2 separate regions of the Gasterosteus aculeatus genome follow, and region 1 is linked to region 2. The links are chromatin contacts, called in public Hi-C maps. All regions are on one chromosome and are shown on one strand. Each heading gives the region's core, a stretch centred on a gene start, on an enhancer-like site or on the middle of the called end of the contact. The rest is flanking DNA. Distances are from core to core; before and after follow the strand shown. Region 1 holds the start of syt6a (synaptotagmin VIa). Region 2 overlaps syt6a (synaptotagmin VIa).

Region 1 (4,682 bases), core at 128-2,627, 39 kb before region 2:
GAATTACATCCTTAGAGGTTAATGAAAAAACAGTGAAGGAAATCAGCTGCTAGAGATGTATTTTCTTTTATTGAGCTTCATTAGCTACAGTGTACAGTGCGCAGATACTAGATCTTCACTCATAGTTAGACAGTCCTGCAAAGTTTGAGATTGTCTTTAAAATAAATAAATAAATAGCCAGTGTTCATCTTTAGTAAGTAATCTGTGCGTACTTTACTTTCAGTATTTAAATGTTATACTTATACCTCAACTCCCCTACATTTGAGAGGGAAATATTGTGCTTTGTGTTCCGCTACATTAATAATAGTTCAACAACTCTAACAAAATGAATAATAAAAATGGGCCGATCCAACCAACAAACACTTCTGCATGGGAATGCAGGACTTTCACTATAAAGCATTTTTACAGCATGGTATTGCTACTATTACTTCCACATCACATTAGCACATTGGTACATCAGCACTTGCACGTGACCATTTCTCTCTCCCTCATCCTGCCCTCGTTTATCTCCTTCCCAGGTAAAGCTAAACCCCCCTCATTACAGGTTGTAAACACTCACAGGGATCACAGGCAGAGCGATGGGCCACTGTCGGTGCGAGCAGCGAGACCTGGCAGGTCACAGGTGGTTCGGCTCGCGGTGGAATTCATCACAGGAGACATTCTGACCCGCAGGGACCAGCGGAGCCACTCAAATTGTGAGAAAAACATTCCCCGTGGTCGTTATGTTTTGTTTTTTAGTCCGTAAACACTGCCCTCAGAGCCCTGTTGCCTCAGTACTTGAATGTGTGTTTGCCGGTGTGCGTGCCGGGCTCTTTGCTGAGCGGGATGGAGGCGCCATCACGCTCCTCAGTCGTTTACGCCCCCCCCCGCCCACCTGCCTGCCCAGGCGCCCCTCGCCAAGCCCATGGCGTCTTTGTTGCGTCATCTTTGTCGCTGACAATGTTGACGTTGCGTTCATGACTATTCCACCTCAGTGTAGTCGTCATTCTTACAATACTTGAATAGATTTCCCCTTTTTTTAACCTTTGAACTCCATGCTCTGGTGGAGCACATTTTGGGTCAATATATATTATAGAAAATGTATGGCTCCTAACATAACGTGATTAAACCATCACTTTTATTGAGCTAAGTTATGAAAAATATAAGATTATTGTTGCCCAAATGTTAAAAATCCAATGAAATCATTTCCACTATTTTTCTCTTTGTGCGGACATTAAAGGGCTAAAATTCCCCAAATTCAGCGTCATCTCTCTTCTTGGCGGCGGCATTATATTCGGATGGAGGGGGGTGGAGGTGGGAGGAGCCATGTGGATGAATACACAAGAGGGAGGAGAGGACGGGGCTTCTCTGGTAAGCTGTTGTGTTTCTTGGTGACTGGCTTTTTGTAGCATGTGTGTGATGCAACCATTCAGTCCCATCACCTGGGGACAAATGTGATTTATTAGCCCTCGCTCATAATTGCACACACATTGACACACAAACCACGCATTCACGCACTTAGCAGTCTTGGCCCCACTAAGACACTAATTGAAACACATACACAAAACCACTACTACAGATTTATGGTATAAGTGTACGCACAATAGATTCAAGCGTGTTTGTGAGTGGACACGCGTAAGAGACCGCGGAGGAGAAGACGCAGCCGAGGACGGGGACAAGTTGTATTCGTCTTCTGCATGCTGGGCTGCTGCTGCTGCTGCTGCTGATGATGCGTGTGTGTGTGGGTGTGTTAGTCCCCTTGGATGAGCACACACACGGCTGAGGATGCAGCTGGGAGCATGAGTTCTGACCGAGAGGAGTATGACATGGTCTGTCAGAAAGCTGTGACCCTAATTGTTGACCTTTGCCTCCACAACAGTTCACTGTTGGATCAAGACACCTGTAAGGATTACCTCTTCCTGTTGTCCAGCCACAGCTCAGACCGCAAAGAACTGGGTAAGGACTATAATTAACTCCTGATCTATATCGGGTGAAAGGAAGCAGCCACCCTGTTGTTCTTTGCATGAATCCATGCTTAGGGTTTTGCTCAGGAGGGCTACTTTTAAAGAATTCTAGTTTGCTTTACTTGTATGTGAGTGCAAAAGCTGCTATCAGAATTTTCCATTCAGCATGTAGTTTTACCTCTTTTTCCTTTTTCCACGTGTGGTCAGATGGATGGTTAGTCAGACAGAGTCTTGGTCTGTGTTATTAATACAACCGTAATGAGTGTCTGAGACCCCGTGGCAAAGGGGAACAATAGGTCTATAAAGCAAACTCACATTCTCTCCCCAGGTTACTCCAGAGAGCAGAGCTCCTATTCTCTTATTACAGCAGATATGCCTTCAGGCTGACTAATGCCAGCTGATGCTGTCTTGACCACTCAGCCTTACAGAGAAAAGAGAAGAGAAACAAACAAACCTTTCGCCCGAAACGCATGTTGCTGTGTTCGGGTTAACAACATGAAGCACTAATGTCCTGAGCTTCGTCTGCCCTGCAAAGTTACAACATCCTGCATTTTTTGTTTATTCATGAGGGATGATTGACACATCTGTTGCACCCGCTTGCATCTGTTGCTTTGGCACTTCCAGTGGGCTTCACCTTATTTTAAGTAATCCCTCTCTTGTTAATAGAGCAGCTCTATATGTGCTCTTGGGGGCAATGCAGGCTTGAATTCTGTATGTTTATCGTAGTTGTGAAAAGGTCCTGTTAAATGCAGGGACATATTGGCTAAAATAACTTAAAACAAAGGACTCATGTTAATATAGTGGCATATCACACATAACACTGTTCAAGATCTGACCAAAAGGGGGTATAAAGAATTATAGCCTAATAGATTTAGAAGAAAACTAAACTAAAAGGTTTATGGGTAGTAAAGCTTAAACATAAATCATTTTGGTCTGTAAAACTGGAATGAAGAATATCAGGACATTTGATTTCATGCCATCAAGGGGAGCCGTTGCACATTGCATATCTGCAATCTTTAATCATTTGATTCTACAGATATTTCTTCTTCAAACAAATTCATTTCTTGTTAGTCCATGAATTTTAGTTTTGTCAGCAGAGGTACAAGCAATAGGAAACATCATTTGGGATTTATTTTTTTTCTTCGAGAATGGGTCCCTGCTCGCAGCGTGCATGTCACACCAATCCTGACCAAATCCACTGTCACCTCACATCATTCTCAGTGGAGGAATTGAACGTCCCATCACTGAGCCACTGGCATCCACCACTGAGCTGTGGGGACATTAAATGCCACTGCATATTATGCAGCCAACGACGTGAATTATTTCTGCCACATGGAAGCTAAACAAGCTGCTTCCCATAATGTTGCAGGATGTGTAGGTTGAGGGGGCGTGGGGGGGAATTGGGGGGCGGGGGGTTATGAAATGTTGTTGTCTATATATTTTCCTTTCCTGTAATGAGCGTAGTATGTTGTTGTAGCGAGCTAATGCTCAACAAACTGATGTACAAAAGGTGAAAGAAACGAGGTTGGGAGGATGCTCAACATGGCAGCGGCCGGCTGGCGGCCCGCGGCTCACACTGCTATCAGCTCTACCTGTGCAAATAACGGCAATAGTGCGTGCAGAGCCGACAGCGCACCTGAAGGGGGAACCGAAAGGTGGAACTAAAAAGTGGGCGCTGCGCTCCCGCGGCGACGCAGTCACTCAGGACGCCGTTATCAGCAGGAACAGCTGTAGGAGCACAGTGAAGAGGAATTAAAAAATCACAACAATTTTCCCACTCAACTCATCCAGGGACTCGCCTTGATGCTGAACCCTTAATGGGATTTGGTTTGTGTTGTTTGTTAAAAAGCAAACGCAGAAATAACTAGTGATTACTTTGCAACGGGATCACACCGGCTGTGACGTCAAACCTGGCTTGTATTCGGCGTGAAGGGTGAGAGCCAACGGCGCCTCACAGCCCCCCCGTGGCGGCTTGGCTCAAACCATGACCGACCTCAAACCCAGCATTCGCTTTGGTCCCAACTACACCAGAAAGGTTTTTTGCGAACAGCATCTTGCACCGTCGCCACAGACGGACAAAAGATATGTCAACACCTGGCGGAAAGCGCCTCCATGGGAGGATTCTGCAACGATGACGCGCGCAGACTCACAAGATGAAAACAGTGGCGCGCACTGAGGTGGCTGATAACAAAAACTAGTTCAAAATAAAAACAACAGCACTTTTGGGGGGTCAATTGAAATGTGTTTTCAAGTGGTCCAATTACTCACCTCAAGATGCACTTGTCACCTTTCTCGACAAACACCAGTATCCGTTCTGGTGGTGCTTCAGTTGCCGTTTTATTGCCAAAATGATTAACTATCAACGAGCCATTGGGTTTTTTCCTCTCTACTTCATCTAAAAATGAATTTGACCCATTTTATCCTCTGTGACAGTGCAAAAGAGTCCGTTATATCTGCAACCATCGTGCTCACGGCAGCAGAGTCATTTTAATAGAGTAAATCTTCTCGCTGTTGGCTGAGTATCCTGCACTGCTTCCAAACCATTATGATAAAATGAGAATGACTAACGAGAAAGCCCGGGACTTTTAACTCCCTTAGAATAAGCCATCGTCTTTATTGACCACTTGCGTTGGCTGATTGCGTCTCCATCAAGGCCGCGCAGGATCCACCTGCTGCGCGTGTGAAAGGCAACACGGGACTTTTTCACTGAGATCAATCGGAGCAGGGATCAGCGCCTCG
Region 2 (4,726 bases), core at 1,066-3,565:
AAAATGTAGATGTGAAATCAGCAGTTGACGCTGCAGCAGATGAAAGTGAAACGGAATTATGGAAATTTAAAAAACCCTTTTGAGTTTGTTGCACACCTAACATGCTGAATCAAATCGGAACACACTCATCATTTTAGATCCAACATGTGGACTCTTTTTGGGGAAATCAATACTATTTTCATTGTAAATGTAAATGTAAATGTTCATTGTAAATGTTGTTTATGTAAATCATAAATCTATTAAGCAATAATCAAAAAGATGCTAGTTGTGACTTAGATTCCCCACATTTTAAAGTTTCCTTCGGTATGTAACAAAAACTAAGAGGGTTCCATAATGTAAAGCATCTAACAAATACAAGTATGACAAATAATTGTTTTGAATCTCTTATGGAGGAGAAACTGAAAAAATACTCCTTCAGCGGATCTTCACTTGGAGCCACTACAGCGTCAAAAGACATTCAAGCCAAAGTCGATCGATTGTTGTAGACTGTCATCACCGACGTTCACGTGTATTTCAGTACCACGGCGCAGGATCTGCTTCCATTTGCCGTGACGGACAGATGAAGACTGTGCGAGGGGACAGTCCGGTGGAGATGAAGCTTTGTGGGGAGCTGTGTGAAATATCAGATGACACGGAGAGGCCGCCGGGGCCGTGGACAGCCGAGAAATCCTCCTCAGGCATAAATCCTGCAGACATGAAATCCTGTCCACCGCTCGGCTAAGCTATGAATTGCTTTCGGTGGATTTGGTTTGAATGTAGTTCCAAATAATATTTTGATGATCCATACTTTAGAGACTAAAGCATCGAACTATAACTATAAATTATTGTTAGTAAAGTACATCTGAAATAGGACAAGGGACCTAAACAAGACCCTGCTTTTTGGTTAAGTTTAATAAGCCAAAACTACTGATCTGATTTTAAGCAATCTGTTGTATTTCATAAGCTTACTTTTACGGTTTGATTTTGGGGGATTAATTCTCTTAAATAACATTTCTCATCTTAAAGCAACTGGTTGCCATAAATTGCTAAATCAAATGTAACACAATAGTACAATAATTACATTCATTCTGCTAGAATAGTGTAAATATTTCCACTGCTAATACATTTTGGACTTTGAATGGAGGCTTTTGAACTAATGGAGCATTTTACCACTGTTGTGATCTGACCTTCACCAAAGGGGGATTGTAATACTTTTACAAATATGTAAGGAATCACGTGTCCTATGCACACGTGTTCTTCTGTACTCCGCCTGCAGGTTTCAGGGCCGGTCGATGCTCATATTTTGCTGAACTGAGGGAAGCTTGAGCCAAGTAAATATTAGAAAATACCTAATTCAATGTGCCTTCAGGCAGCTTTCTACATCTCTCTCTGGAGTGTTCTGTGCAGACGGGAGGCAGAGGATCCTCTGAGAGGCCACAGACGCTGCTCAGTGGGAGTTATTGTAGATACATTCGAGCAATCAGGCCCCTTGGAAGAGAAATAATCAGAAAAATTGAATTGAATCCCGGTCGAGAAGCGTGTAAAATGTTGCTAGTATCAGCTGGGGAAATACAAGGATTTTAAATCAAGAACAGGAGCAGGTTTGGCAGGTGTCCCCAAATGCAAAACCCAGAGATACAGGGCTGTGTGTTTTTTGCATTTGCTTTATGGTGCCTGTGAAGGGCGCTTGTCAGCATCCTTAGTGAGTTTCCAGGTCTTTGTATGCTGCCTTTTCCCCCCAAGAAGCTAATCCAAAATGCTGGACTATAAATAAGATTGCCTGTGCCTCAATCTTTTTTATTGTCAAAAATCCATAAGGGAAGATGCCTGACACCTTTGTGTATTTGTTAGCAAAACGAAATCACAAATGTGTTTTATGTTCTTAGTATTTGTCACAATAATTACTTTTTATTGTCACAGAAAACCCTCTTTGCGCATCAGTGCGTAGTCCCATTTCAATCCCGCACATGAATAGGATTTCCTTACTCCTGGGCTGAACCGGATTCTAACAGAGGTTACTTAAATATTTATGAAACACATCTTCCATTATACTTGTGTCTCGCTGTCCTTAGTCTTAAATAAAAACGACCAATATAGCACCGGTGGAACCATGTCCTAATAGACTCCCTCCCTCTCTCTCTCTCTCTCTCTCTCTCTTTTGCTTTGTTGACCATCTGTTGTCCATATTGTATGACCCTCATTTTCGGGTCCCCGCCAGGCGCTTCTTTTGGCCTCCTCGTCTTTGTGTTTGCGTTCTGCGGCCTGGCTCTGCTGGGCCTCCTTACATTCGTCTCTTGGAAGCTGTGCCGTGCGTCTCGGCGAGCTAAGGCCCGTCTGCCCGGTCCCCCGCCCGCGCCGGCCCGCGACCTAGAGGACTGCTCGTTCCAGACGCCTCCCTGTCTGCCCAGCCCCCAGCAGCCACCGGTCACCATGGCGACGGAGAAGGTGAAAGAGCCCATGGTTTCGATGGGCTTCCTGGAGGCAGCGGTGAAGATAAGCCGCACGTCTCCCGACATCCCCGCCGAGGTGCAGCTCTCCATGAGGGAGCACTTCCTGCGCCGCACGCAACGCATGCAGAGGCAAACCACGGAGCCGGCGTCCTCCACTCGGTCAGTTCGTAGACACGCGTGTGAGACTGTGTGATGTGGTTGTGTGTAGAACATGCTAAGGACAAATGACACTAATTGATGTGTTATAAATAGGTCCATTCGTCCAGCATGCAATGAAGGAAAAATACGCAAATCTCTCCCAGTACATTTGTATATAATCAGGCACAAAATACATTTAGTCAATTGAATATATAAATAGAGAGATACCAGTATTTCACACAACCTACAATTAGGGCAGTTTTATCTTGACTTTCTGTGTTTAACTCATAGCTTTTGTTGTTATTTCCCCATTTATTATACAATAGACCAGACAATACCTAAATAAATTCATTCACTATTTAACAGTGTCTGATGCAAAGACAGAGGCATAAGAATAGCACCCTAGATTTCATACATTCAAAAGAAGAAATATAAACCAGGCCACTACTTTCTTTTAAACTTGCTAGAAACTGAACTACTCGTTACCCTTTGCTTGGATTTTACCTTTGCTAGGGCCCTTTCTCAGTGCTGGCTTTTGGAGGTCAGCTTGGTGTGTCTGGACATTTGCTTTCGAAACCTCCCTCCGCTAAATACAAAACCTCTGACTCCAGAGTCTTCCTGCTCATGTTTCCTACAGCTCTCTCAAAACATCCCACAAATCATTCCCTTGTCAGTTACTCCTTACTTTTCTGTCCCTGCAGGCACAATTCATTCAAAAGGCACCTGCCCCGACAGATGCAGGTAGGCAGTCTCGACTTGGGCAACGATTACATGGTCGACAACGACGAAACGTCGACCAGCATCGGCCGCATCCAGCCAGAGCTCTACCAACAGAAGGCCGTGGAATCAGAGGATTCATCCAAGAACAGCAGCAGCAAAAACTGCGGCAGGATCAACATCTCTCTCAAGTACGACTATGAAAACGAGGCCCTCATAGTCAACATCCTCAAGGCGGCGGACCTACCTGCCAAGGACCTGTGCGGCACGTCTGACCCTTACGTGAAGGTCTACCTGCTGCCCGACCGCAAGAAGTTCCAGACTCGCGTCCACCGGAAGACGCTCAACCCCTCATTTGACGAGAGCTTCCAGTTCCCGGTGCCTTACGACGAGCTCGCGGTCAGGAAGCTCCACATGAGCGTCTTTGACTTTGACAGGTTTTCGAGGCACGACATGATCGGGGAGGTGGTGCTGGACAACTTGTTTGAGACATCGGACCTCTCCAGGGAGACGAACGTATGGAGGGACATCCAATATGCCACCAGCGTAAGAATTTATTGCCCCTTTTTCATTTCTTCTAGATTCATTTGAATGTATCTCATATAGTCTGGTGAGTTCAATTTCACTGTATGCATTGCAATATATGGGAGCTACATTTTTAACAACAAGACCAAAGAAACTTTTGAGCACAAGGACCACTGGAAGTTGTTTAATACTGGTAGGAAAACAATTCTCGCGTTTTGGGAATACTTTCTTTATTGTCACACAATACATCTGGCTTCTCATCTGCGTTTCTCCATCCAACTCCTTCCCCCGCTGGATCACCACTACTGTGGTTTTCAAAGGGGAGACACACAATTAACCTAACCTGCTGCAGCTGAGGCCAATTACGCCTCCAGCTGGTATAGTTCCCGCAGCGACCCCCCCCCCACCGCAGCCGAGCCAAACCGCGGCCACCACAAGTACTTTACAACTTGTGGCGAGAAATGCAATTTCAACCGAGCGTCCTGGGACTTAAAAATGAGCTTTCTAGAGCTCACGTTTTATTCGTTATAGAATCGCACAAAATAATGCTGCCTTTGGTTTTGTTTGTTGAAGACGCGGCCATCTTGTTTGAATGACTTTATCCGGGATGTCACAGGACGAAACAGAAGTTACTGTGCATGTAGGCTGGCTGCTGGTGGGTTGCTTGAGGCTTGCAGCTTAGATTCCTCTCGCTTTGCAGCATTTCAGCTTTTTGATTAGATTATTTCAAAAATTATGATTTAACAATGAATTTATTACATAATATTCAAATAACATAAAAGAGAGACCTTATTTGTCTGACCAATATTTTCAGAGGGCTTGAAGGGGGGCATTGGGGTAATTTCAATCCGGGCTGGAGCACTGTAATGTGCATAAGAGAGCTTAGTCAACAAAACTGTCACTTTAAAATACAAAAG

What was found. A called contact is a pair of places that touch in the nucleus more often than the background predicts.
Region 1: a contact with region 2 is called in a Hi-C map of whole body, with 1.9 times the contacts expected there. The contact joins the promoter of syt6a here to the enhancer-like site in region 2. A contact is called at or near these places in 3 of 6 Hi-C or Micro-C datasets (blood and trunk muscle, tail fin and whole body).

What each region holds. Positions count from the first base shown.
Region 1 is chr2:6,959,123-6,963,804 of fGasAcu3.hap1.1, reverse strand. syt6a (synaptotagmin VIa) reads left to right here and starts at 1,377. Exons shown (of 7, transcript XM_040193707.2): 1 at 1,377-1,935. The coding sequence starts at 1,743.
Region 2 is chr2:6,920,885-6,925,610 of fGasAcu3.hap1.1, reverse strand. It overlaps syt6a (synaptotagmin VIa), which reads left to right. Exons shown (of 7, transcript XM_040193707.2): 2 at 2,198-2,588; 3 at 3,269-3,830. Among protein-coding and RNA genes, the nearest start is that of olfml3a, 19 kb to the right of the region's middle. Within about 2 kb of position 2,315, at least 2 of the 9 cell types and tissues checked have open chromatin away from gene starts, as enhancers often do.